7 separate regions of the Mus musculus genome follow, and regions 1, 2, 4, 5, 6 and 7 are each linked to region 3. Evidence: chromatin contacts called from public Hi-C, HiCAR-type, HiChIP or PLAC-seq and promoter capture Hi-C data. All regions are on one chromosome and are shown on one strand. Each heading gives the region's core, a stretch centred on a gene start, on an enhancer-like site or on the middle of the called end of the contact. The rest is flanking DNA. Distances are from core to core; before and after follow the strand shown. Region 1 overlaps Foxn3 (forkhead box N3). Region 2 overlaps Ccdc88c (coiled-coil domain containing 88C). Region 3 holds the start of Psmc1 (protease (prosome, macropain) 26S subunit, ATPase 1). Region 4 overlaps Foxn3 (forkhead box N3). Region 5 holds the start of Gpr68 (G protein-coupled receptor 68). Region 6 overlaps Foxn3 (forkhead box N3). Region 7 overlaps Foxn3 (forkhead box N3).

Region 1 (3,764 bases), core at 943-3,442, 890 kb after region 3:
CAAAGGTTCCTATGATAAGGTGGCATGACCTGTCTTAGTGGAAGCACTCAGATCTCTCAGAGCTGTGTAAATTGAAACCCCTTCCTCAGCTCGATGCCACTGTGTGCTGTGGGTATTACTTCATGTGTATGTACTTCAGATAGACTGGTCCCTAGGCTGAGAAGGGAATGGAGAGTCTAGGAAAGTCAAGGGGTGTGGAGTGAGCACTAAACAGATCTTCAGTGTCTCTCCTGAAAGTCTCTTATTCCTGGCCTCTTGACCACAGGTTGGGTTCTCCTGAATTGCTAACAGGATTGCTTTTTGATATTTCCTTGGCCAAACGAGCCTTTCCTCTCTCCATCCCTGTAACTCTCCAACTGTAATTCTCTTTCTGCAATATCCACAGTCCTATTTACGTCCAAGTGCCGCACTGAGTTTTAAAAGCGCTCATGTGTTAAAGGTGTGGATTCTTTTTCCATTCTTTCTAGGGTGGGGTTCCACGTCATCCTGGCTGGCCCCCAAACTTGCTGTGTAGCCAGGGATGACCTTGAACTACTTCTCCTCCTGCCGCCATTTCTCTGGCAAGCACCACCTTACCTTATGTGCATATGTGCGCTAGGGATGGAAACCAGGACTCTGACGGAGCTCTATTACCCAGCTCTGTAGGATCATTTTAGTGGGCTTTTTAAAAAGAAAGCTTTTACCAACATTCTGTGAAAGTGTAGCCACACCCTTCTCGAGGGCCCAGGCCAAGAAGGCTCTCCAGGGTCCTGGCAGGCACCACTGGGATGCCCATGAAGGTCACCAGAGGACACACTCAGAGACAGGAACAGCAGTGGGGACTGAGAACAAGAAGAGCGTGGACACTGGCTTCATATCTGCCTTCCCATCTGGAGGTCAAGTGTAAGCACAGTCAGTGGCAGGCTGCAGAGCCCCTAAAGATTGGAACCGTGCCATAGTTAGGGATCATGTCAAATCCATCATCTCCTAGTGGACACAACCAGAGGGAAGTATATCCACAGGTCTTTTTAGCCCATTCCAACTATAGCTTTATTTTCCTCTACATTGCCCGGTTGGGGTTGGGAGTGGTTTTGCAAGACTGGGTTTCCCTATGTAGCTGTCCTGGAGCTTGCTCTATAGCCCAGGCTGGCCTCAAACTCAGAGGTCAGCCTTCCTCGGCCTCCCAAGTGCTGGGATTGAAGATGCGTACCACTACTGCCTGGCAACGTTGCTGGTCTATTGCCTTGAGATTGGAGGCAGTGCCTCGATCCCTAAAGGGAGAAATCATACAGAGCCAGAATGATGACGATGCTGTCTCCCACCCTGCTACTGTTGCCCCAGGCCTAGGTATGAATCCTCAGTAAATGTATAAAGGCAACAGCCAGCCTCCATGATGGAGAACTGGCAGCGTGCATAGTGAAGCTCGTGGTTGTGTGTCCCTCTCTCTGTGGGTTCACACAGACCTTTTCCCATGGTCAGGAGCTGGCCAGCCTGGCTTCTGAGAACCCCATATGTTTTCTGCTGCTCTCTTCCCTGGGGCTGGGTGCTGTGACCAGGCTCTGTTTATAGAGCCTCCTCGCGCCTTGCTATTTATAGCTTCCTGCTTCACCCCTGAGCTGCCCCTCTGAGTGGCAAGCTACCCACCTCCTCTCCTGGCACTGTTCAGTCCTGGCAATTAACAGGCTAGCTTGGTTGCTAGAAAGGGCTCCCCCCACCCCGCTTTGTCATTGTGCTTTGTAGCCACTGCACTTCAGGTCACCAAGTGGCAGCCCCTTAGATTTCTTCCCTGTTTGGCATCCGAAAGTCTAAGCCAGGGCCAGCACACTGTCTCTAATGCTCAGTGAGTTTTAGAAAAGAGTCTGCCTGAGACGCTAGTGAGAACCCAGGAGCCCTGTGCCCCCTGCAGGGGTCGGACTGCAGTCCCGAGGGTCACCCCCTCTTGTTTCAGTTGTCTACTGCAATTTGCAGAGAGGCACAGTTAATTAAAGCCTTGGCTTCTAACAGTTCGTGCCCCTGGTGTCACTCAGTGTGTGGGATACATTCTGCAAGAAGGGCCATCGCGCGCAAAATGCCACTTCCAGAACAGCCAAGAGCATGGCTGTCTACTCATCTTACCTTCTGAAATCAAAATCTATCCACCTACTCCAGTCTCTCCCTAAAACGTGGTGGTGTAGACGGATCTCAGCTGCTCGCATCTCCTGAATCACCTGCCTAGTAGCTCCCTTGACAATCCTTATGAATCATCTTTAACCCCTGTGGAGAAACTAGGTCACCATAAGCCATCTCCAAAGGCTTATATAATCCTTGGTTGGAATTTTCCCAGAGACGGAACTCTCAATAATAAACAAAACAGCAGAATGGACCAAGAGGGGTGGGGAATGCTGTCTGGAACCGGGGTATATGTCCTTTATATAGGGCTCCACAGAAGAAAGACCACAGGAAACAGGTTGTGCCCTGCCTGCCCTGCCTGCCGTGACAGCCCTTCCCCAGCCTGCTTCCAAGCAAGCAGGTGGAAAGGGTGCCTTCAGGGGAGGAATGATGGCAGGAATGGCCTGCTGCTCTACTTATGGCCTCTCATAGTGTTAGCCAGGGCTGCCCTCCAATGGCAGAGCTGCAAGCTCCCTGCTGAGGTTAATTTTAGACCTTGCAAAGACTAAGGGAGATGCATATCAAAGAGCGAGGCAGGTGAAGTGCTGATGGCCAGCACAGTGTGCAGGAATGTTTGTTTTATGCCTCGGACCTTTCAGAACAGAAATGAGCTTTAGACCCTGGAAAGTGGCTCCGTCAGTAGTACTTGTGTGAGCACCTGAGTCCCAGACGTGGGGTTTGGGGTTAGGGAATACATGCCTGTAATTCTGGTGCTAGGGGGGCAGGGACAAGCAATCCCTAGCTCAATGGCCATCGAGTATGCACTGATCCATGCTGCTTCTCCCTGGCCAGGTGTGAGTGTCACAGTCTAGCTGATTTGAGAAGGCCTTGGAGACATTTAAGAAAACCAGTAAGTGCTGGGGAGTCTGGTGCTGAAGCCTGTGCAGTGGCTCCAGCAACCGTTCTCTTCTCCCGGGTTGCTGGGAGAAAAGATGGGAATGCTGTCGACCAGAAAGGGATGCTTAGACCTCTTCTACTGAGCACACAGAGTTAGAAGTTGCCTTCAAATGTGTATTTTCTTTAGTATTTGACTGAGCTGCCTCCTAACTCCATCTCAGAACGTGAGGTGATGGGTTGTGTTGGTCTTTGAATGTATTGATTTTTTTTTTTCAGGAGGTGCATAGTGAGAGAAGGGGTCTTAGTCAGGGTTTCCATTGCTGTAATGAAACACCACAAACAAAAAGCAAGTTGGGAAGAAGGGGTTTATTTGTCCAGGTCATAGTCCATCATTGGAGGAAGTCAGGTAGAAACTCAAGCTGGGCTAGAACCTGGAGGCAGGAGCTGATGCAGGGGCCATAGAGGGGTGCTGCTTACTGGCTTGCTTCATGTGGCTTGCTCAGCCTGCTTTCTTATAGAGCTCCAGGACCAACAGCCCAAGGATGGCGCCACCTACCATGGGCTTGGGCCTCCCCCATTGATCATTAATTAAGACAATGCCTTACAGCTGGATCTCATGGAGGCATTTCCTCAACTGAGGCTCCTTCCTCTCTGATGACTCTAGCTTGTGTCAAGTTGACACACAAAACCAGCCAGTACAGAAGGGAAAGAAAGATGCTAATTTTAGGCTAAGGGCAGGCGACTGGGCTCATATTCCTGCCTAGTGTTCAGTGGAAAAGGAGACGGCTCTCAATGCCTTT
Region 2 (3,402 bases), core at 12-2,511, 820 kb before region 3:
CTTGAGGGGTGGGGGTGCAGTGACAGCAAGAAAGAAAACTTAGGAGGAGTGTCTACCTGGTGCAGACTGCCACTGGGGGCTGAGTACCCTTTGAAATACTTTACAAGCCTTGTGTCCCTTCTAATCCATAACAACCCATGAAGTGGGCATCAATCACTGCTGTCCATTTTTTATTATTTATTTAGTTTTTAGAAGGTGGTCTTGTGAAGGGAACTCCGGTAGTATTTCTTTGAACACCAAGAAAGTAAAACTGATACAGTAATAGAGATCCAAGCCCAGGTGTCTCAGCCTCAGGCTCCTAAGAGGGCACTCCCTTCAGTGAAAGCAGCTTGGGTCCCTGCACATTCCACATAGTCAGGCTGTGGAGTTTTGTTTAATGCCTCCCTCAGCCGTGGTCAGTATCTAGAACCCTTATTCTGTAATGTGGGATGTGACCACTAGGTGGTGGTATAGCAAAAGACATAGAAAGTCTGGTCTCTAATCCTAAACCAGAAATCTGTTGGCTCACTTGATAAATACTACTACTGAAAGGTATGTTCAGAAGCTTAGATGAGTCGTCTGCTTTGTGGGGTCTCTGCTTTAAAGGCCAAGGAAGGGTGGGGGCGGGGAGGGGGGGTCCGAAGGGAAATAATTCTTCCAGGTCTTAGGAGGTTGGGGTATGAAAAAGACATTATAGTGTTTTTAAATACATCTAGCCAAGGAGGTGATTTTAGAATTACAGACTGTTGGTAGGTGTTTCGGGTAGACTGTATCCTGACAGCGGGCCAGCCTGTCATTAGGTGTGTCCGGTGTCCTGGAGTGGGAACGGCAGCTGTATGTGAGCTGAGTGAGTAGTCAGGGAGCCTGTCATTAAAATGGCTGAGTAAGAGATGCTGGCTGCAGCCTTAATGAGCATTCTTATTCAATAATTTAACACACTGAAATTGAAAAATCCTCCAAACCAGTGGCTCCTGGGGCATTGTGCAGCTCTCCTGTTGTGCTTCGTGAGTAATGGTTGGCACCAGGGCGCCACTAAATTAAATTGAGTCAGCGCCTAAATGGTTCTGGCCTGGGTATCAGGCGTAGGTTGGCCAGGATTCCGCTTCCCTAAATACGTTTTGCTGACTTAGACTCATTTGTAATTATTGTTCATTTCATTTGTGTTTTTTTTTCTTCCTCTTTTCTCTCTCTCTCTTTTTCCTTCCTGTCACAATGATAACAATTTAGCATTCCAGCGCAAAAAGAGTCCTTTTTTGAGAAGCAAAAGCAAGGACAAAGACAAGTCTCCATTGGTCCATCCAGCTCTCTCTAAACGCCTGCGGTTCTGGTCTTCCTCTGACATCCCATCCTCCCCTAACGAGTCTGCCTCTTTCTCAGACATTGGGGATTTCTGATCCCCTCCTTTACCATGTGTCTACATCATGTGTCCCTCCTTCATTTCAAAATTCAACCAACAACCAAAAGAAGTTAGTCCCTAAAGGCCACTCGGTCCCTAGCGGACCCCTGTCCCTCCCCCAGTTCCAAAGTAGCCACCGTGGATTCTGATTGCAAACTAGAAGATGACCTGTCATGTTTCCTGGACTGGTGCTTCGGCACAGCACAGTAGTAGGGGACCCCCGGGATGTACGTGCAGTAACTTGTCCTTGGGCCAGGAGATTCATGCTAAGTAAGTGACGTGACCTCATGCTCCGCCCCCTCCCGCATCTGCAAGCTTCTCTCGTGCCCTTGTGCAAAGCGGAAGTGGCCAGTTGTCGCTATGCTTCCTAAAATGCCCACCGGCGGGTGAGCCACCTTTCTAAAGATTTACTTGTAAGCAGCTGAACCTTGTCCCCTCTCTTTGTCAGAGCAGAGTCACTGGCTTCTGCCCCCGAGCCCGCAGTTCTGTGTTCTGAAGGATTCACTGCTCTGTTGGAACATTTTGAGTAATTGAACCGATTTTGCCAGACTGAAGTTTTATGACTGTGCTGCAATTCTCTGGCATCTCGGATGGTGAAATCCAAGCCACAGTGGACAGAAAGCATATCAGGACATGAGCCACACCCAGAGCAGGGGAAGATGGTGACCAGAGAGGTCACCCCACTGTCATGTCCCCATCTTGAGCCATTCTTACACCCCAGGTCTGATTTGGGCCATAGCCCCCTGTCTCCTATGTGCAGTTTTTACATATTCTCCCTTATTGCCAGTGCCAATGCACTCAGATGGAATACAAGTGTCACCTTAGAAATCAGGTGGCCATAGTAAACCTGCACCTGTGACAGTGTTAAGGTCATCATTGCCACTGACTTCAGCTTGTGACCCTGTCTTTAAGAACTCCAAGCCATCAAAGCTCCCGGTCCCAGAGTCTGTCCTCCCCGCATGCTGTTAGAATCGTGCTTGTCTCTGTCTGGTGCTCCTGCTGTCTGCCCGCCTCACCTCCCCCTGGACCTTCATTTCCGCCTAACACAGGAAGGCCTGTCACTCATTTCCACTTAACACAGGAAGGCCTGTCAGTCACTGTTCAGTCTGCCAGACTTGTTTCTTGCTTCTCATAAGGCTGTCCTCCAGAATCCACATCCCCCTCCCGTTCACATCTAAGATCTGGGCTTTGAAAGCCAACAGAGATGAGCCGTGAAGTTGAAGGGCTGAGGAGTCCGGTTTATGCAAGCGCAACCTCCACCTGCCTCCTGGTCTTTGGGCGTAAGGCATAGGCAGTGTACAGAAGGCCTGGCCGGCTGTTAGAAGTGCTCCCGTGTTTTTGTTTTGTTTTTGCTTTTGTTTATTTGGGGTTATTTTGTTCTGAGGTACTGGGGATCAAACTAAGGGTCTTAACACATGGCATGCAAGCACTCTCCCACCTCAGCTGCGTCCTCGGCCCTTCCTGCTCCATCATATCTCTTATCTGGAGATCCCAGACTCAATCCTATTTGATTTTCTCTTTATTTGTGTAGGGGATACTTTTTAAAAATATTATTTAATTTCAACAGATATATATGTTTATAGCAGAAAATTAACGCTGCTTAAAAGCGTACGATGAGAGGTGAAGACCCCCACGAAGAGATTATAGTTACTCCCCCCCCCCCCAAAGAAACTCTTGTAAGCTTGGCAGTGAACTTTTTTGACACCCCGAGAACTCCATTTGTCAGGGTCCTCAGAACCTCAGTGGTGGGTGTGGAGAAGAAGGCATCTGCAGATACTTATTCGAGCTGTTGAGACAGGACTTGGAGCTATGTACGGGCCGCAGAAAGTGTGCCCTACAGCAGACATTTGAACCATCCAACCTTTTTTTTTTTTTCTTTTTTTTTTTATCCTCTTGAGTTCTATTTCTTCCTGCCAGTTCTGATGCTAACCATGTGGTCCACGCTGGAGCCTGAGCTAGCCCTGTGGTGCCCTCCTTCCAGCTGCAGCTGGAAACCCACCCAGCTTGTGTCTCTGTGGTCTGTGTGC
Region 3 (3,434 bases), core at 526-3,025:
GCAGCAACCTACCAAGCTCCTATCCTGACAGCCTGGGACCCAGACAAGACTTCCTTCCCGATCTGAAAAGCTGTCATCTTAAAACGCATGAAAAGCTCATCGGGATTTCTGACTTTAAAACAATGCTTAACACTGGGCGATGCCTTAAATGGTGGTCCTTTAAATTCCTGTGCAAAGATATGTGGTTTAGTGTACGTGTGGGTCTGTGCCCGCATGCCGGGGCACTCGAGAGGAAGCCAGAGGGCGACTTCCAGGGATTCTTTCCTTCTGCCTTGTGGGTCCTGGAGTCAACTCAAGCTGCCAGGCTTCATGTCGAGTGCCATCCCATCTGCCCAACAGTGGAGCTTGAAACAGGAGTAACAGTGGACTCACTGATTCACCACCCTAGGGAAGCACCTCTCACTACAACACTGGTGGCTTCAGTACCAGGACAAAACCACCTCAGAAATGATGCCAAGCATAAAGCACATTCGACCACACGCAAGGCTCGGACCTACTCAGAGCTGGAGTTACAGACCATTCTGGAGCCTGCTGGCATGCATGGGTGCCGGGAACCAAACGTGGGTTCTCTCAAAGTGCAGCAGGTGTTCTTTACCCCTGAGCCGCTTGATTCTCAAAGCCCCCTTGATACACAGGCAGATAAAAGGACCAAGGTCCAGGGAGGTTAACGGCCCTGTATATTGTCACAAAGCTTGTTAGACAGAAATCACACTAAGTTCTGCTGTCTCTCAAACCCAGAGGGTTTCTCAACTGCTCTAGAAAAGAAAGGATTTGTGCCCCACCAATGGTCACTGGCTGTATTTCTGTTTCCTCATTAAAATGGGGACATTAATAATAATCTTCGGGGTTGTTCTAAGAAGTAAGAACAACTCTGGGGAAATGCCTGGCGCATGTTCGGGATACTTTTTGTTTGTTTGTTTGTTTGTTTGCTTTTCCGAGACAGGGTTTCTCTGTGTAACTTTGGCTGTGCTGGGACTCACTCTGTAGACCAGGATGACCTCGAACTCAGAAATCCACCTGCCTCTGCCTCTCGAGTGCTGGGATTAAAGTCGTGCGCCACCACCGCCCGGCTTGGGATACTTTTCAAAGTCATCACCGGTCCTTTGTGTGCTCTGGCCTTCACCTACATTCAGATGCATTGGCCTGGCAGCTCATGATTCGGGCGGACTTCAGGGTTGCCTCCTTTTGCATTTCCTGACCCTCTGCCCTGCCCGGGCTTCGCTCAGCTATCAGTACAGATTACTCCCTTACAACCTTAATTTAGGCCTCGATTTAGATTTCACATCCACGAAGGGTCCTTCGCTGATACCCTAACAAAACCAGCCACCTTCTTACAACACAGCTACGTAACGATCTGGCCCGGTCCTGTTCCCTGACATATTTATTGTCTCCCTGCTCTAGAACGGAAGCGCCATCATCAACCGTGCTCGCCCGGTAACCTCCGTGCCTACATCTGAATCCGGCTCAACCAACCAAACCGGAGAGCGCTGAGCCGTCTGCGGAGAAACACTACGCTGGCTCTGCGGCTCAGCCGCTGTCCCCAGCGTCGGCCGGGCTGTCCCACTCGGCTTCAGCCCTTCAGCGCCTGCCTACTCGAGCGGTTCACAGCCCGGTCTCTCCCTGGGCGCCGTGCATCCTGCCCGCGTCCGCCAGGGAGTGAGATCCGCTCCGACCCGCGATGAACCCGAGCGTCACATCGCCTCGTCCTCCCGCCTTGGGGCGCATGGATGTTTGAGACGACCAGCCGAAACCCTTAGTCACTCACCATCTTCCTTCAGTCCTCCAAATCGCCACCGCCGGAAGTGCATCCACCAAAGCGACCCGGACAGAACGGAAGTAACTTTAAAAAAAAAAAAAAAAAACAGGCTACGGAAGCCTATCGGGACCAACTTCCTCACGGGCGAAGTTGAGCACGAAGGGCTTATTTCGGCGGTTTGGTACAAGGATTGGTTAAACATGTGGGCACTTAAAATAGTTTACTCGAGGGAATTCTAAGTAGCTGATCTTGGGCTTTTGTCAGTAACTTAAGACAATGATCTTGGACGTTGGAGACTTGGGGAAAATATGAAAATTTTAGAAATTTAAAAGGATGCAAAATTATAATTGGGAAGAAGTATTTATGTCAGGCAGGAATGGCGCTTGGGACTGAGAAGTTGATGTGTACACAGCATTTATGATCTTCTTTAGTTTCTGAACTTTGTAGCTCTCTTGAAAATAGTTCTTTGCCGAAAGAGATCTAAATGTGTGCTTTTTTTTTTTTTCTTCCCTCTGATGACAAGGGACTGATGATGGTGGCTAATACTGTGTTAAAATTACCCTTGAGGCGCTGGAGAGAGGGCTCAGCAGTGAAGAGCAGGGGACCCACATGGCAACTAACAACCATTCAGGGCACCTGTAAGCACGTGATGTGCAAACTCATACATGTAAACATAAACAAAGTAATTAAAAATTAAAAAAAAAAAAAAGACAGGACACTGAATGTGGAGAGAGTCCAAGTATCACTGAGGAGGGACACAAACTGGGGCTTGGGGCCCCAGGCAGGTGTTACACATTGTTATTAATTAGTGTTATTAATGTTAACGATAAATTCTTTAGCTTGTCCATGTAAGTACTCTTTGTGTTCCTATTCCTAAGTAAGAGTTTGAGGGATAGGAAATCTGACTCCCTAATTAACAGCTACTTTGAACAAAAGAACTGGTTAGTCAAACAGCCCGAAGGACCTGGCTATTTTGAGTACTCCACAGACACACTGAGAACTATACACAATCCCAGTTGATGGCCTTAGCCGTTCCCAACACCTTGTATCAGACCTTTTGCTATCATTCAATGAATTTCAGAAGACCCTGCCATCATTTCTACCTAGCCCAGGTGGGGCTATTTCCCCTGATGGTCCAGCAGACAGAAACTGTGTGTTGTAAGGTGAAGGTTAAAGGGACAAGGTGACTGGTGCCAACACAAACCTTCATCAATACCCACGTGTGCTATGGTTATCTGAATCTTTATCTTGCTATATATACAGGCTGCTCCAAGCTTGCTGGGTGAGTTGGCTGGAGGACACTCCATTGCTGCCTCCCTGGATGTTGTAACATGAGGCTCAATAAAAGACTTCCTTTGGTCTTGTCTTGCCTGCTTTGATGGTAAAGGGAGGAAGTTAAATTTACTCTTGGGAGGCTGGAGACATGAACTGGTAGCACAGAGAAGCAGCAGATGTGGTGAAGGCAAAGGCGGTGGACCAACGGTGGCAGCAACGTTTAGATGTGTGATTGGGCGCTGAACGGCAACTGGATTGTTTGACAGCAGTGTGAGACAGAGGGAGAAGGGGATGGAAGCAGAGAGTTGTAAGAAGGCGAGAGCTGTAAATGGCTCCAGAGTGGGTAGAGACATGAGGACTGTGAGTTGGAGACCAGCCTGGTCTACGTAGCAAGTTCTAGGCT
Region 4 (3,754 bases), core at 395-2,894, 880 kb after region 3:
TCTGTCTCCTTTTTCTTCACCCCCTTTTACCTTCTCATGAGTGCAAAGAAAAACCAAAATTCCATCTGAAGTCCAGAGTACCTGGATACCCTTGTGCCCTGTCCTGCTTTCCCCTGAATCCTAAACCTAGCTAAAGCTTCCTCCTTTCTTCCAGTGGGTAACACTCAGTCCTAGTCGTATATGTTCTGCCTCAAGGGCATAAAATTAATATAGAAATGACATTTTATGTAGTGGAAGCCTTTGATACAACAGTGCAAATGGCTCTGCTTTGGGAAGTCAGCAATCAGACATGAAATGGTACCATTGGGCTGCTCACTGGGACAGCACTCTGGCTTTCTGCCCTGCCTCCCACCCCCAAAATCTAACTCTGAAAAGCGACGCAAAAAGGTATTTGGAAGAGGACAAGGAACTGTGGTTATTTTATGAAGACTAGCTCTCAGATTCACACAGCAGCATTTTTTCCACCTTTTTAAAAGTCTTAACTCAGACAAGAAAAATTGGATGCCTTCCCCCAATAGAGTCTCTGAACTGTACTTAATGAAAGCTTGGGTAACTCGTTTGGATTTTGAAAGACAGAAGACCCTGCCCGTTGCTGACTAGGGTTTAATTGCGTAATGAGGCAGCCAATCCGATTTTTATCTGATTTAGACGCCTTGCAAAATAAGCTCCCACAGGTCTGCCCACTTTTTGCCAACATGTCCTGGCAACTTCTGTTGACTCTGTTTACTACAAAAGTGATTGGTTTCATAAAGGCCCGCTGACTCATTTTTTTGTTTATTTGTTTCTAGTCTAAGGTAGCCTAGGCTGACTTGGAACCCCCCCCCCCCCTACATAGCCAGGGATGACCTTGAACTCCTGATCCCCCTGCTTCTGGCTTGTATTGTGCTAGGGATGGAACGCAGGACTTTGTACATGCTAGGCAAGCAAGTCCATGAAGATGTTTTCATTCCAGTCTATCGTGAACAGTGGCCACATTTGCCCTTTCTTATCCTTTCCAGTTCCCCGCCTCCCTGTCCTGCCAGTCCCTTTCTGTCCCCAAGTCCCTCCTTATCTATTTATAGAGTGAGTGTGGATGCATGTGTATATAAAACCTATGTTCTGCATGTGAAGGAAGACATACAGTATTTGTCCAGGCTATTTCTCTTAATTCTCCTCTCTTCAAGGGACTTGGCTTCTTTACCCAGGAATTCATTCAGAACTCTGGCCCTGTGGTACACATCAGAGAATGGAGCCGTATGGCTCCTGAGGAGCTGGCTGTAGCCTGTATTTCTTCTTTTAAGAAAATACCCTATGTTGCTAGAAGGTGTTCATTCACCTGATTTAGTTCCCACCAGGCTGAGAAGGGGGCAAAGTACAGAAAATATGGTTGCCTCCTGTCAGATCCACCCACCTCCCCAGGCAAGTACAGTGCAAGGGAGACCTGGGTGGGTGGGTCAGGGTGAAGGGCCTGCCAGAGAACCCCTTAACAATCCCCACCTTCACAGCCGTAACTGAGAGAAGACTCTCACTAAAGCTGCTGTCTGCATTCTCCTTCTGCCCCAAAGCTCACAAACTAGGCAGGTTCCCAGCTTGGAGCTGGCTGGTGGAAGCCCGGGCTCTTGTTTGCTGTGGAGTTGTCTGGGCAGCAGAGCAGAGAGACATGAAGAGATTAGTCAAAGCAGAAGGCCCAGAAAGGGCAGTCCTCCCAGCCTGGCCAGGAGGGATCCTGTATTGGGTAGAGGAGGCAGGGGCCTGTCTCCAGCAAACTTATAGGTACCAAACCTTGTCCTTTCTAAGATAGGCTAGAGGCTGTAACCTAGAAGATAGTGCATCTACTTTGGAGATTCACACAACCAACCCCTGGCTGCAGATAAGGAAATTTTCTCATTTAGCAGATAAGGCAATAGAGGCCATTTAGGCTGGGTAACCTGCCGGGACCTGTTGTTGGATAATCAGGAAGATATCATCGCAGAGAATATACGCTGATGTATTTCTTCATCTTTAACAGTTTCCTAACTTCTTGAGATGTGTTCTCCATAGTTTTGTTTGCATGCTGCCCCTAAGGGACTTAGGTTTTTTTTTGGTTTCGTTTCGTTTTGTTTTAAATCTTCAGGGATCCCTGGAAAAAGCTCAACACATGGTAACAACATGTACAATATGGTAATAACAGTACCATGTGTGTGTGTGTATGCGTGTATGCGTGTGCTGCATACACTTGCTGGCATAGGTGCGAGCGCGTGTGCCTGTAGCTGCTCATGTGTGCACATACATGTGGAACCCAGAGGCCCATGCCAGCTTCCCCTGGTGTCTTTCCACCTTTTTTGTTTGCTTGTTTTGACAGTTTCTCACTGAACTGTTTTGGCTGGACCGGCCTTAGGGCTCTACCTGCCTCTCACCACAGATAGGGTCATACATGCCCCCACGCCCAGCCTTCTGCCTGGGCTCTAGATTCCTAACCTCAGGTCCTGCTTCTTTGGCAAGCACTCTGCTGACTGAGCGTTCTCTCCAGTCCAGAACCATCTCTGTTTCTCAATAACAAACGTGTTAGGGTTGTGTTGGGTAGTTACAAACTCTTAGTCAAAAACCACACTGCACGTTAGTGCATGTGAAAGTTTCACAAGCACCCGAGACCTTGGGACCCTGTTTTCTGTCACCAAGGAGGAGGATATGCCGTTCTCTTGTACTGACGCTCCAGAGGGAGGCCTCTGCCCAACGGGTCTCAATCCAGCTCCTTTCTGTATCCGCGCCTCTCATAGAGTCCCATAAAACTTCCAGATCCTTCCCAGAAATACACACCTCAAGCAGCTCCCAGTAAGCCCTTTATGGACTGAACTCCTGACCCAGGTCCCTCCTTCCCTATCCTCTTGGCCTCCACATTCAGGTTTGCCCCTTCTTCACACAGGAGCTGCCTCTGTTTGGCTCTTCATAGATGCTAATGAGAAATAGAGGGGGGGGGAGGGTCCAGCTCCTGAGGGGAGGGGGGAGGACAGGCTCTACAGCTGCCTGCTGTGAAGGACTGAGTGAGCTCTCTTCTGCCACCTTAGTGAGTGTGTCCCAGATGACCTGGTGGAAGTAAGCATTGAGCGTCCTCAGAAGTTTAATCTCTGAGATTGCTCCCAGTTTGGGCTCTAATACAATGTTTGATGTACAGTGGTGTCCGTTGGTTTTATGAGACACTATATAATAGAAAGTATTGCTATTTTTAAAACGAATCAAATAAATTAACATCTTAAAAAGAATTTCTTTACCTGTGTGTACAAGGCCCAAGTGGAGGTCAGAAGAAACTTGGAGTTACTTCTCCCCCAGTAGGTGAGTCCTAGAGATCCAACTCCAGTCAGTCACCAGGATCAAGGCAAACCAGCCAAGCCAGCCAAGCCATCTTCCCCACCCCAAGTGTGAGTGTGTGTGTGTGTGTGTGAGTGAGAAATGGAATCAGTAATGAAATCCACATTGGATTCATTAGCTATCCTTTTTGTTTGTTTTTGCAAAGTGCTTAGAGAAAATAGGCAGCTAGACATTGTGGAGAAATGCAAAAAAAAAAAAAAAAAAAAAAAAAAGCTATTGTGTTCTGCAGCCCCAAATGGACAGTTTCTTTGGAGAATAAAATTAAAAATCACCCCCTCCCGTCCCCTTTTTACTTCTAAATCTTGCTGAGTAGGACTAACCCGGGCTGCCCCTGAACTTGAGCCAATTCTCCAAGTTCCTCGGATTCGGTTGTCTGTGTGTGACGGGTTCTTGTGTAGCCCACGCTGGCACACAGCTCCCTATTTAGCCA
Region 5 (3,600 bases), core at 473-2,972, 790 kb before region 3:
GGGCTCTCTAGCCAACCAGTCTAGAAGGTGGTGAGCTTTGAACTCAGGGAAAGACCTTGTCTCAAAAAACCAGGCGGGGTGCCCTCCACACACAGAAGTACATGCATGTATGCACACCACACACAAGATTTACAACGTTCACTACACTCACACATACGAATACAAATTAGGAAAAAAAAAAAACAACGATGAACATTTTCAGGCACAGATAGTTTATTCTGGAAAATTCCATTTGTGAACATTTTTCAAAAAGGAGGGACTTCACAATGGGAACCAGAGAGCAGGCTGAGCCAGTCTCTGTCAGCACCAGAAGAGAAACACCCCCCACCCCACCCCCGCTATTTTGGCTGCTCTTGTACCTTCTGCCTTCTGTGAAAAGTCCCACCTAGAGCAGTAGTTCTCAGCCTGTGTGTCTCCACCCCTATAGGATTGAGTGACCTTTTCACAGGGGTCATCTCAGACCATTGGGGAAAACACAGATATTTACATTATGATTCGTACAGTCGCAAAATTACAGTCATGAAGTATCAATGAAAATAATTTTATGATTGGGGGGTAGGTCACAGCATTAGGAAGGTTGAGAACTACTGACCTAAAGACTACATCCTAGCACCCTGAGCTACCCAAAGGGCTTGGCAGCCACTGACATAGATCTACTCTGTCCCTCTCTAGTCTACACCTCGGTTTGCACTCCATCTCTACCCTGTCTCCCTGTCTCAGACTTGAGCTTTGCAGACCCCCCACCAACCGGTTCAGACATTTATTTCATAGATTCAAGCATGGGTCTCGCAGACAGGCAACTGCATGCCAGCAATCCTACCAGGCAGTGTGAAGACCTCTGGGAAGTGTATCAGTGAAGTCACCAGCCCAAACTGGGAAAGTTCAGAAAATGAGAGGCAGAGGCAAAGGGTCTTGGGGGTGGGGGGTGGGGGGCGGGGGGTGGGGGTGGGGGTAAGACCCACAGGAGCCCAGGTATGCACTTGTGAGAGACCTAGATACAAGGTGGCATAGGGTGGGATGTAGATTTGAATCTCAAAGGCTTCATTAAGTAAGTGGGTGGCCTCGGGCAAGCTATTTGTCCTCTCGTGCCTCAATTTCTCTCCATTATAAATGGGAAAAATAGTAGCACTTGCCTCGTAGAGTTAATCAAATCAACACGTTTAGGTGCGTATAACAAGGCAAACTGTGACTATTTGCTATTAGTGTTTAGGGCAGTATGTAGGGCAGAGGACAGTAAGTTTTCCTTGATGTTTCCATAAAACCAGAGAAGGTCATTCATTATGTCCTTGACTATACCCGCTGGCTCTGGGACAGGGTCTGGGATCCAGAGGCTAAGCCCCAAGCTTCCAGCAGGTAGAGAAAGGCCCAGAACTGTGACACCCACCTCATTTAATGAGTGGATACGTTAGAGACCGAAGATGAACGCAGAAAGGCTCTCTACCTTCCTCCCAGCTTCCCACGTTGGGTTTCAGCGTCCCTGGGAGCGCCTGTGGCTGAAGAAGTCCCCTAGTGCTTCAGCAGCTTGGCTTCTTCCGCAGAGCCAGTCTCTAGGTCAGGATGCTAGCAGGGAGGGGGATGGGGGTGCTGCACCTCCGGGACCGGCGAGCGCTCAGGCCACCTCGGCCCTTCTAGCAGGCGCCTCATCTGTGGCTTGCGGTCAGTGTGAGCTGCAGGGCGTGGACCGACAGGTCTGGCTGTGCCTGACTAGGGTTGGGAGCGGGAGGAATCTCGCACAACGTGGCCCAGAGTGGCTAGGAGAAAGGGACCTGCGTGCCTTGCAGGAGTCCCCAGCCTTTCCAGGAGGCGCACGCACTGCACCAGAGGACATCAGGCCCGCGTCCCAGACTGTCGCTGCACAGGTATGTGTTCCCGCGAGCCAGGCTCCTTCCTTTTGCCATGGTTACTGGTCGCTGGCTTACCAGGGTCGGGAGAAGCGAGGTCTGCTGGGTTCTGAGTCCTGCTCCGGAGCGCAGGGTCGGGTGTGCTTGCGCTCCGGGCCGGCCAGCAAAGGATGCGGGAGCGGCGGCACAAGAGGCGGGCACACCCCCAAACACCACCGTATGCGTGCGGTGAACCCGCAGAATTGACTGTGACCGAAGTCAGCAGGGAATGTCTGCCCTGGAGCGCCAGCGCCCCGGGTCCCTCTCCTGGGTCCAGTGTCTCTTTATGTGGTCGCCACTGGGTTTAGCAGCCGCCCCCGCGGCTGGCTCCGTGGCCACCTGGTAATTTCTTCACCCTCAAAAAAAAGTATGAGACCTCTAACCCTTCATTTACCCAGTTCTGGTGATCTAAAGATTGCATTGGGGTCCTTTTCTATTCACACTCGAGTCTTCGTGGCCCTTCTTCCAACAGGCTCAGAGCTCAAACGCTGAGACCCAAACAATTCTCATGTCCTTACCTTCTGCTCTGGGGGGTAGGGCGGGGAGGGGAGGTTGGGTGGAGCTGGCCCACTGCCAGTCAGCAGGAGCAATAATAACACTTGCTGGTCTGAACGCTTAAATCCCCTCTGGGAATCAAATGTCCGGGAGAAAAAGCTGTGTCCCAGGTCTGGATGAAGGAACAGGTGGACGAAAGCGTGACAGGCGCTAAGGCAGCAAGCCTTCTGGGGTTCAGCACTGGTTTGGTGCCAATGTGCCAGAGGCCTTGGGCATGTCTTGCTGTGAGGGGGTTGGGAAGGATACCTGTGGGTAGATGAATCAACCCTAGAGTTTAATGAGGTGGCATGTGGCAGTCGCTTGCCCTCCCATCTGACACAAATCATATAGTCAAGGCTACGACCTGCTTCATTCTTTTGGCCCCCTGCCTGCATCTCCACCTCTCAACCCAGAGGGAGAGGGGAATTTCCTGAGCTCAGTGGGCTGGGCCGGCTGTATAGGGACCTCTTTCAGTTCCCTGGCCAGTTCCAGAACTTCATGGCTCATTTAAAGCCACTTCTGTTCATTAGAGTTTGGGGCTCCTCTTCCTCTTTTTTTTTTTAAATTTGTTTCTTCACCCTTTCTCTCCTTTCTACTCCCCAGGGGGCTACATGCACGCCATGTGCATTGCTGGTCCGAATGCCCTCCTTTCAAACTTCAGTTGACCCTTCTAAGAAAAGAGACTTGCCTCTAGAGCTCACTCTCTAGTGTAGCGATGAGACCACACACAGGCAAAGCTTGCACCTCCACATAGATGCCAACTCTGAGAATTCCCCTCCCCACCCTCTCTCTGCTGCAGCTTCTTGTTGAAAGGCACACAAAAGGAAGAGATTTATCGGACAGGGACTAGAGTCAGAAGGACTGTTAAGCTGAGATCTCCAGGGGCTTAGCATCCAAATTCCTGTTTCAGCTGGTGGACCCCAGCCAATGTACTTTCCCTCTCTGAACCTTCATATATTGCAGGGAAATAGAGATGACAATACTTACTTGATAGAGTGAATAAAAATAAATAAAATTAAATAACCCTGCAAATGAGTCCAGTACATGGTAGACCCTAAAGTGTTTTGGGAGATAAGAATACTAATGTTCCCACTAGCCACTGTGGCAGAGCAAACCACTTTAAATGTGTGAGCTCCAGCTAGGAGCAGTTGATGGCTTCTGTGGGAGGAAGACTCAGTCTTCTTTA
Region 6 (3,294 bases), core at 191-2,690, 730 kb after region 3:
ACAAAGTAAGCCAGGGCTACACAGAGAAACCCTGTCTCGGAAAAAAAAAACCAAAAAAACAAAAAAGACACCCCCACCCCCACTCCCGAATGTCATGTCTCCACCCAGGGCCATAGTATTTCATTCTTTTGGTCAGGAGGCCTAAGACAGGACAGTTTCAGTGTTTTCCTTTCTGGATGTTACCAGGGCAATAGGAGGTGAGGTCCAAGCAGAATGTAAAGGAGGGATCTCTGTTCATTTGCTTCCAAGGCTACTAACCCCTTTCTAGCTATCTAACGGGAATCTTTTCATTTTTTCCCTTCTATTAAAAAGTATCATTATTTTATATGTCTAGTGTTTTGCCTGCATGCGTGTCTGTGTACCACGTGCTTGTCTGCTGCTGGTCGGAAGATGGTTCGGGACCTCTTGGAACTTGAGTTACAGACAGTGTTGCGCCACCATGTGGGTGCTGGGAATCAAACCTGGGTCTTCTGGAAGCACAGCCAGTGCTCTTACCTGCTGAGCCATGGATCCTGCCGTCTGGTGGAATTGTCAAGTTAGCATCCTCGGTGGTCCTCCCGAAATCACTGTGCTCCCTTTAGCTGTGCTCCAGGCTGATCCTGTCCATCTGTTCCTTCCAGATAGGCTCTTTCTTGGTCTGCCTGCATGAGAGAGAGATGTTTCTTGTCCTCTTAAATAAGCTAGTTATTGTTTGCTTACTTGCCCAGTCACTCATTCATTCATTTATTCATTCAGCAAACTTGATAAAGCCCCCAGCTTTCCATTTTGAAGTCTACAACTAAATATAGAAAGATAAAAAAGCAATTGTATTGTTATTACAGCGAAGCTGCTGTATACCTTTTTTGTACGTTGTTAGCCTCAGTAAAATAATTTAACCACTGGGGGTTGTAGTTCGGAGGTAGAGCACTTGACGACCATGCTTAAAGCTCTAGGTTTCGTCTGAATCCCGAGCTCCATCCACTGTTTGGCTGTGGGTGTCTGTATCTGTCTGAGTCAGCTGCTGGGTGGAGCCTCTCAGAGGACAACATGCTCCTGTCTGCAAGCATAACAGGGTATCGTTAATGATGGGTCTCAAGTTGGGCTGGTTATTGGTTTCCCATGCCTGTATTACTTGTCGACAGGATAAATTTTGGGTTGAAAGTTTTGTGGGTGGGTTGATGCCTTTATTGCTCCACGGGGGTTAAAGGATTGTGGGTCCCAAAGGGGAGAGGAACTCCACAGGAAGATCAACAGAGTCAACTCACCTGGGCCCTTGGGGGCTGTCAGTGTCTGAACCACCAACCAGAGAGCCTAACAGGCTGGGCCTAGGCCTTTCCGCTCATGTGCAGCAGATGTGTGACTTGTTCTAAATGTGGATTCTGAACTGCTGGAGAGGGGCTGCCCCAAAAGCCCTGCACATGGGTTCTTCTAGCTGGGCTGCCTTGTCTGACCTCAGTGGGAGAGGAAGTGCCTAACCTCACAGAGACTTGAAGTGCGAGGGTTGGGGGATACCCAGGGGAATACCCAGGGGACCCCCACCCTCCCAGAGGAGAAGAGAAGGGGAGGGGGAGGGGGAGGGAGGAGGATTGTGGGAGGGAGCTGACCAGGAGTTTAAAAAAAAAAAGCCCTCGGTTCAATCCCTAGTGGGTGGGACTTTAAAAACCACGATTCAGAAGGAAGCTCTAGGATGGTTTCCTTATAGTTTGAGAGAAAAAGAACAGGGCAGCTGGGCAGTGGTGGCGCACGCCTTTAATCCCAGCACTTGGGAGGCAGAGGCAGGCGGATTTCTGAGTTCAAGGCCAGCCTGGTCTACAGAGTTAGTTCCAGGACAGCCAGGACTACACAGAGAAACCCTGTCTTGAAAAACCAAAAAAAAAAAAAAAAAAAAAAAAAAAAAGAACAGGGCAGGCGAGTCGTGCTTCCTGCTGGCTGCTGTGAGACGGAAGATGGAGGAGAGGGAAAGCAGGAGCCATGCGTTTTGAGTTGGGGTCCAAGAGAGTAGGAGGGTCAGCAGTGGACGTTGGCAGGTGGCTTACAAGGGGGAAGAGGGGCTTCAACAGAGAAAGGAGGACAATATCCAGACTGTCAGGGCAAGGCACATTTCCAAAGAAGGGACAGAAAGAGCCGCTCTTTCAATTAGAACTCAGAAGAGCAGTCAGACTTGGTAATGATGGTAGTGCTGGCGACTACTCTGGGGGAGGGGCTTCTGGGGCACAAGTACATTATCTCATTAGGGGAGTAATTATTCTTCCCAGCTCCATAGCATGTCTTCCGGTGAATCAGCTTTCCCGAGGGGTGGTCTCCTGTACAGGTGATTGACAGGCCCAGTTGGATTACCTCTTAAAGGAGTTGATAGAGTATGTAGTGGTTGGGACAGCGTAGAATGTCTTGTTTCCATCCAGGCAGAGATGCAAAGCTCCCATTCTGTCCTTTGGACCTGGAGGAAGTGAGTAGCTTTGCCTTAATGAGCCTCAGCAAAACCTCCGAGCCTCTACCTTTTCCTATAGTATATAGTAGATCCCGAAAGGTCGGGGGCAAAGTTGATGCCTCCCGTTCTATGCTGGGTATGGGAATAGGGAAGTAGATGCCAGAGCCCATTTTAAGTGTCTGTCCCCAAAGGCCTCCAAGCCTGCTAATGCCTGTCTAGCTACCTAACACGGTGTGAGAGCTGCTTACAGGCTTCCCTGTCCTATGGACTCTACCTACAGAACCTCTTAGCTAGTGAAACTCCAGAAAGCCCTTTGTTGATTATTTTAATTATCTGTGTCCTGTCTCTCTCTCCTCATTGCTTTTCTGACTCTTCAAGGGTCTGGCATTGACTTCCTAGGAAGATTCTGATGTTCCTCGTGGGGGTCTCACAATGCCCCTGGGAAACGTTTTTCTTCTCTCCATCAGCATCCCCCGCACTCCCAACTGTGAAGAGCCAAGCCTCTCTCAGTGCAAAAGCCTCTTCCTCAGCACACTACCAACAGATTGCTTTCAGACCTTGTCAAGCTGCAGAGGGTTTCTTTCCATTTCAGCTGCAGGCTAGCTCTCAGCAGTGAATAATGGGAGGCTAGCACACCTGAAAAGGCCAGGGTTTGCTTCTTTCGGAAGAAGTACTGATGTTAATCCATATCCTTGTTAGGCTTCCTGTGGTGCTGGGGATGGAGCCCACGGGCCTTGTCCTGCAGTACTCGTCATGCCCACCCTTATGGTTTGCTCTGCCATATAAGTCCTGCCCATCTAAATGCTTTTGATGCTGGCAAGATGGTGGGAAGGTGTAGCCTTCATGGAAAATTCCACTGCCTTCCCAATACACCGCTTTTTATACTT
Region 7 (3,617 bases), core at 1,051-3,550, 780 kb after region 3:
CAGAGTAGTACCGAGTTGTCCTCTGACTGCTACATATGTGCCTACGCATACATACACATGCATGGTAGTAATAAAACTAGAATACTTTAAATGGGGAAAAAGCGAGCTGAGCCTCCGTCTCTCTCAGCTGCCTGATGCTCTCTCTACCAGTGGGATTTCCCTGCCATGGTGGACCAGACTCTTGAACTCTGAGCCAAAGATCAACTTTTCCTTCCTTAAGCTACTTTTATTAGGTATTCCATAGGCAGGATGAGCCTGTGACACCGAGGTAGAAACTGGCAAGGCATAGCCAAAATAGGGGCCACTGGAAAGAGGAGGGCCACTGGAAGGAGGGCCTTGAAGGATGTTGGGAAGGGACTAGAAGGAAAAGACAACTTGAGCAGGTGGTGAAGGAGGACCCTAGGGGACGGGGAGGAGTGAGTGGGGTACACTCATGTTGCAGGGCGCCTCCAGTTTAGAAAAGCTGGAAAAGCAGGTGTAGGTGGAGTCAGGACAGATCATACTGTATTTTCTCAAAATGACTTGGTTTTTATGATTTAAGAGTTATTTATATTGACTTTAGTAAAAGAAAGAGTCGAAGTCCACTGCATCCAAAGGCTTTCTTGTTCTTGAACGCCACCATTGGAATCCATCTTGTTTTCTTCATCCTGCAGAATAAATGTTCACACATTTTTCTTGTAGTTCTTTATGTATGGAAAATTGACGAGGGCTAACCACTTTTGGATTTGAGTATTTTTTTTTTAAAATCATTGTGGGTAAAGCAATGTATTTTGCTACCACTCATCAAAAAGAAAGTGTCTCTAAGCAGGAGCCCACATTGTACGTACACACACACACACACACACACACACACACTGATCAGATGATCTAAGGCACAGTGTGGCACACTCAGGATCAAGCAGTGACTGTCTTATAAAACTGAATGGCTGCCTGGCTTCCATGGATTCGCTTCTAACAGTTAGAATAGGCCTTAACGTTGGAGGTCTGCTAAGACAAGAATTGGAGTCTGAAAGGAGATGCACCGTACAGTCCTTTTGGTTTGTGTATGCCACATCAAGCCAGCTGCCTGGGGGACAAAACACAACAGGTCCGAGGCTCTTTTCAGTCACCTCAGCAGAAGTGTTGCTAACGAGAGAATTATCTGCAATTAACGTGGCAGGCCATTGGCTCCTTCTCAGTTACTTTTGGATTTTTGCTGTTATTCCTTCCCAGTTTTTTTTTTTAAGTAAATTTGATAAATATATATTAAAGGTTGAAACCTAACCTTTCCATGTATGTAAGTGTGTATTGTAAAATAATGCTCACAATCAGGCTAATTAATGTTTCCCCCTCCCGTGTGTGTGTGTGTGTGTGTGTGTGTGTGTGTGTGTGTGTGTGTGTGTGTGTAAAGCTTAAGGCCTACACACACTTAACAGACTTAAGTTTATAGATGTTATTAGCTGTACTCACCTTTTTGCATGTGAGATCTTAAATCTCTCATCATAATTCCAAGTTTGCATCCTGCAACTGTTTTCTCCCACCTGCTCTGGTGTCCTTTCCAAACAGTCGCTGCCCTGGTCCTCGCTTCTGGACTTTTCAGCCACGGTGTCCTAAATCTTTAGTGGGTTTTTATTTGATCTGATAATCTCCATTTTATTTTGTTCCGAATAGAAATTTGTTCTTAAAAGGAAACAGATTAGTGTTTCAACTGTGGATAGGAGTGGGTGCTGTGTATCTTTTGGGAGGTGCAGCTCCTACGGTTTGTGCTTATTTCTGTTTCTTGCAAAGGAAAACCCATGCTAAGATTTTTCGTCCCACATCACAGAATTGCTGGAGTTGACAGGACTTTTCCGTGACCCAGTGTAGAGCTCCCCAAAGGGCTTGGTAGGACCACCTGCAGTAGACATTGGGATGCCCCTTTTGATTTTATGTGACTCTTTTCATGGTCAAAAATTGGGGGGAGTGCAACTCACGGTGTTTCTTTGTAGTACTAGAGAGTTCTCTACTTTACGAAACTGATACTTTAAAAAGTGATGGTACCCTAGTTATTAGCATAGTCTAAGGGATACCAGTTTGGAAGAAAACAAATACCTAAAATAGCGTGTCTTAAGTAATTTGTCACTCTGTGGTGGCGGTGAGATCAGTTTAGTGCCTGGGACTCTCTCTCTTTCCGAGAAATAATGGAGTCGGCAGCAGCAGATGTTGAGAGCTCGCTCACCGTAGGGCAGGGTTTTGTGCACCTTGAGTTTCAGTTATGTCTGTGTGCTTGTGTGAAGTCAGTCAGAACGAAACATCTATTTCTTACTCCAGAAGACAGCCAAAAGTTTCTGGAGAACACCAGTCTAATTCACTTCCTCTTTACATGGAAAAACACTTGAGTCTCCTGTGGGGGTTATGATCACTTGCAGAGGTCGACCAGAGAATCTGAGGCTTTTATCTTCTCTCTCCCCCTTCATTCAGCACACTGGCTAAGTACACTTAACACCTTGTTAAACGACATCAGTGCTGGTGCAAACAACCCAGAGGCCATCCGTAGGTGGTCAGGCAGAATGTGCACGGGGAAGCACTAGTCAGCCTTAAAAAGGACGTGCCGCAACGTGGATGAGCCGTGGAGACACTGTGCTAAACAGCCTAAGGAAGCCCGTCACAGAAATCTCCTCTGTAATTTTCTGTTTGGGATGATGCTCTGGAGACAGATAGGGGTAGAGTTGATTACACAATAGGAATGTCCCAACCGTCACCTAGCTGCACTTAAAAAAAAAAAAGTTCAGATGGCAGCTTCATGTTATGTATGTTTTAGCACCCTCCCTGGAAAAGGCACAAAGATTTTGTTTTGCGTTTTAGCACCCATCCCTTCCTTTGGTTCCACCCCTTTAGGGGTGCAGGTCCAGACAAGAGGATGCAAACAAGACAGGTTCCTTCCTCCTAGGGACCCCCAGAGCGCAGCATCCAGGGGCAGCCTTAAGGCTGGAATTCTCTGCCCACATCTCCACAGCTTGTCAGGCTGAGCCATGGTCTCATCTGCACTAGCGGTCATGATTGCAACCGTTTGTGTAGCGGTTCTCTTAGTTTCTCCATCCTTTGGGTGATGTTTTGCCCTAACCAGTAGACAAATGGCCGTAATCTCCGTTTATTCTTCCTTTTATAAGCTCTGCAGGCACTCTTGCAAATAGCAGCTGAGATGGCAGGTTCCTGGGCCTGAGTCACTTAGAGTGATTTCTCTGCAGATCCATCTCTGCTTTTGCCCTACTTTGAGATTGAGAATCAAAATAACTGGATGAACAGAAGTAGGCAGGGGCAACAGGCTCCTGGAAGTTGGATGTGTGTCTTTTCTCTGAGCCGAGTAACATGTTTGAGACTTTAATACAAAGCAGTTTCTGTGTGCATAAAGTTACCACAGCTTGGAGTCACCTGCCGGCCTTGAGGATTTTGGATACTTTCTTACTGCAAGCACTTCTTTGCTTTTGACCCCCCTCCCCCTCTACCAACCAGGTCTGTGTTTCCAGCAACCCTGCCAGAACCTCCGTAGCCCCCAGATCTTCCTCAATACAAAGCGCCCCCTTTGGCTCTGCCAGTGGTTACTGGGAGCTAAGGAGCTTCAGACATCATTTGTTACATTGAGACTGCCGTGATAATGA

Evidence for each region. Promoter capture Hi-C pulls out the DNA fragments that hold promoters and counts their contacts. A called contact is a pair of places that touch in the nucleus more often than the background predicts. HiCAR-type assays count read pairs that join an accessible place to other places. HiChIP or PLAC-seq counts read pairs in DNA pulled down with a chosen protein or histone mark.
Region 1: a contact with region 3 is called in a HiCAR-type map of astrocytes, with 3 times the contacts expected there. The contact joins the enhancer-like site here to the promoter of Psmc1 in region 3. A contact is called at or near these places in 3 of 39 promoter capture datasets (hippocampal neurons, liver and pre-B cells), 1 of 115 datasets of contacts at active chromatin or transcription factors (astrocytes) and 1 of 9 other capture datasets (liver).
Region 2: a contact with region 3 is called in an H3K4me3 HiChIP or PLAC-seq map of bone marrow-derived macrophages, with 11 times the contacts expected there. The contact joins the enhancer-like site here to the promoter of Psmc1 in region 3. A contact is called at or near these places in 8 of 39 promoter capture datasets (the 3T3-L1 cell line, 3T3-L1-derived adipocytes, the C10 cell line and 4 more), 1 of 484 Hi-C or Micro-C datasets (pre-B cells), 1 of 115 datasets of contacts at active chromatin or transcription factors (bone marrow-derived macrophages) and 1 of 9 other capture datasets (liver).
Region 4: a promoter capture Hi-C map of liver shows a contact between it and region 3, with 2.7 times the contacts expected there. The contact joins the enhancer-like site here to the promoter of Psmc1 in region 3. A contact is called at or near these places in 3 of 39 promoter capture datasets (hippocampal neurons, liver and pre-B cells), 1 of 115 datasets of contacts at active chromatin or transcription factors (stem cell-derived neural progenitor cells) and 2 of 9 other capture datasets (embryonic stem cells and liver).
Region 5: a promoter capture Hi-C map of hippocampal neurons shows a contact between it and region 3, with 4 times the contacts expected there. The contact joins the promoter of Gpr68 here to the promoter of Psmc1 in region 3. A contact is called at or near these places in 6 of 39 promoter capture datasets (the 3T3-L1 cell line, the HPC-7 cell line, cranial neural crest and 3 more), 1 of 484 Hi-C or Micro-C datasets (embryonic stem cells), 1 of 115 datasets of contacts at active chromatin or transcription factors (memory CD8 T cells) and 1 of 9 other capture datasets (liver).
Region 6: a contact with region 3 is called in a Hi-C map of B cells, with 5 read pairs. The contact joins the enhancer-like site here to the promoter of Psmc1 in region 3. A contact is called at or near these places in 9 of 39 promoter capture datasets (the 3T3-L1 cell line, embryonic stem cells, frontonasal cranial neural crest and 4 more), 9 of 484 Hi-C or Micro-C datasets (B cells, CD4 T cells, the G1E-ER4 cell line and 6 more), 8 of 115 datasets of contacts at active chromatin or transcription factors (astrocytes, extraembryonic endoderm stem cells, large pre-B cells and 5 more) and 1 of 9 other capture datasets (adipose tissue).
Region 7: a promoter capture Hi-C map of pre-B cells shows a contact between it and region 3, with 4 times the contacts expected there. The contact joins the enhancer-like site here to the promoter of Psmc1 in region 3. A contact is called at or near these places in 4 of 39 promoter capture datasets (hippocampal neurons, liver and pre-B cells), 1 of 484 Hi-C or Micro-C datasets (cortical neurons) and 3 of 115 datasets of contacts at active chromatin or transcription factors (astrocytes, embryonic hindbrain and large pre-B cells).

What each region holds. Positions count from the first base shown.
Region 1 is chr12:99,214,454-99,218,217 of GRCm38.p6, reverse strand. The region is part of intron 4 of Foxn3 (forkhead box N3); the gene reads left to right. Among named protein-coding and RNA genes, the nearest start is that of 4930474N09Rik, 54 kb to the right of the region's middle. Within about 2 kb of position 2,192, at least 38 of the 459 cell types and tissues checked have an H3K27ac peak or open chromatin away from gene starts, as enhancers often do. A contact at or near this core is called in astrocytes, where this site is marked.
Region 2 is chr12:100,923,455-100,926,856 of GRCm38.p6, reverse strand. The region is part of intron 25 of Ccdc88c (coiled-coil domain containing 88C); the gene reads left to right. Among named protein-coding and RNA genes, the nearest start is that of A630072L19Rik, 13 kb to the left of the region's middle. Within about 2 kb of position 1,261, at least 46 of the 459 cell types and tissues checked have an H3K27ac peak or open chromatin away from gene starts, as enhancers often do. A contact at or near this core is called in bone marrow-derived macrophages, where this site is marked.
Region 3 is chr12:100,108,543-100,111,976 of GRCm38.p6, reverse strand. It overlaps Psmc1 (protease (prosome, macropain) 26S subunit, ATPase 1), which reads right to left and starts at 1,775. Exons shown (of 11, transcript NM_008947.3): 1 at 1,766-1,775. The coding sequence starts at 1,768.
Region 4 is chr12:99,231,426-99,235,179 of GRCm38.p6, reverse strand. All of the region lies in intron 4 of Foxn3 (forkhead box N3), which reads left to right. Among named protein-coding and RNA genes, the nearest start is that of 4930474N09Rik, 70 kb to the right of the region's middle. Within about 2 kb of position 1,644, at least 37 of the 459 cell types and tissues checked have an H3K27ac peak or open chromatin away from gene starts, as enhancers often do. A contact at or near this core is called in liver, where this site is marked.
Region 5 is chr12:100,897,502-100,901,101 of GRCm38.p6, reverse strand. It overlaps Gpr68 (G protein-coupled receptor 68), which reads left to right and starts at 1,722. Exons shown (of 3, transcript NM_001177674.2): 1 at 1,722-1,859. It overlaps Gm36572 (a long non-coding RNA gene), which reads right to left. Exons shown (of 5, transcript XR_381840.4): 3 at 1,385-2,681.
Region 6 is chr12:99,379,222-99,382,515 of GRCm38.p6, reverse strand. The region is part of intron 2 of Foxn3 (forkhead box N3); the gene reads left to right. Among named protein-coding and RNA genes, the nearest start is that of Gm51999, 11 kb to the left of the region's middle. Within about 2 kb of position 1,440, at least 49 of the 459 cell types and tissues checked have an H3K27ac peak or open chromatin away from gene starts, as enhancers often do. A contact at or near this core is called in B cells and memory CD8 T cells, where this site is marked.
Region 7 is chr12:99,324,969-99,328,585 of GRCm38.p6, reverse strand. The region is part of intron 3 of Foxn3 (forkhead box N3); the gene reads left to right. Gm46371 (a long non-coding RNA gene) reads left to right here. Exons shown (of 2, transcript XR_001780668.2): 1 at 1-3,617. Among named protein-coding and RNA genes, the nearest start is that of Gm46371, 3.9 kb to the left of the region's middle. Within about 2 kb of position 2,300, at least 40 of the 459 cell types and tissues checked have an H3K27ac peak or open chromatin away from gene starts, as enhancers often do.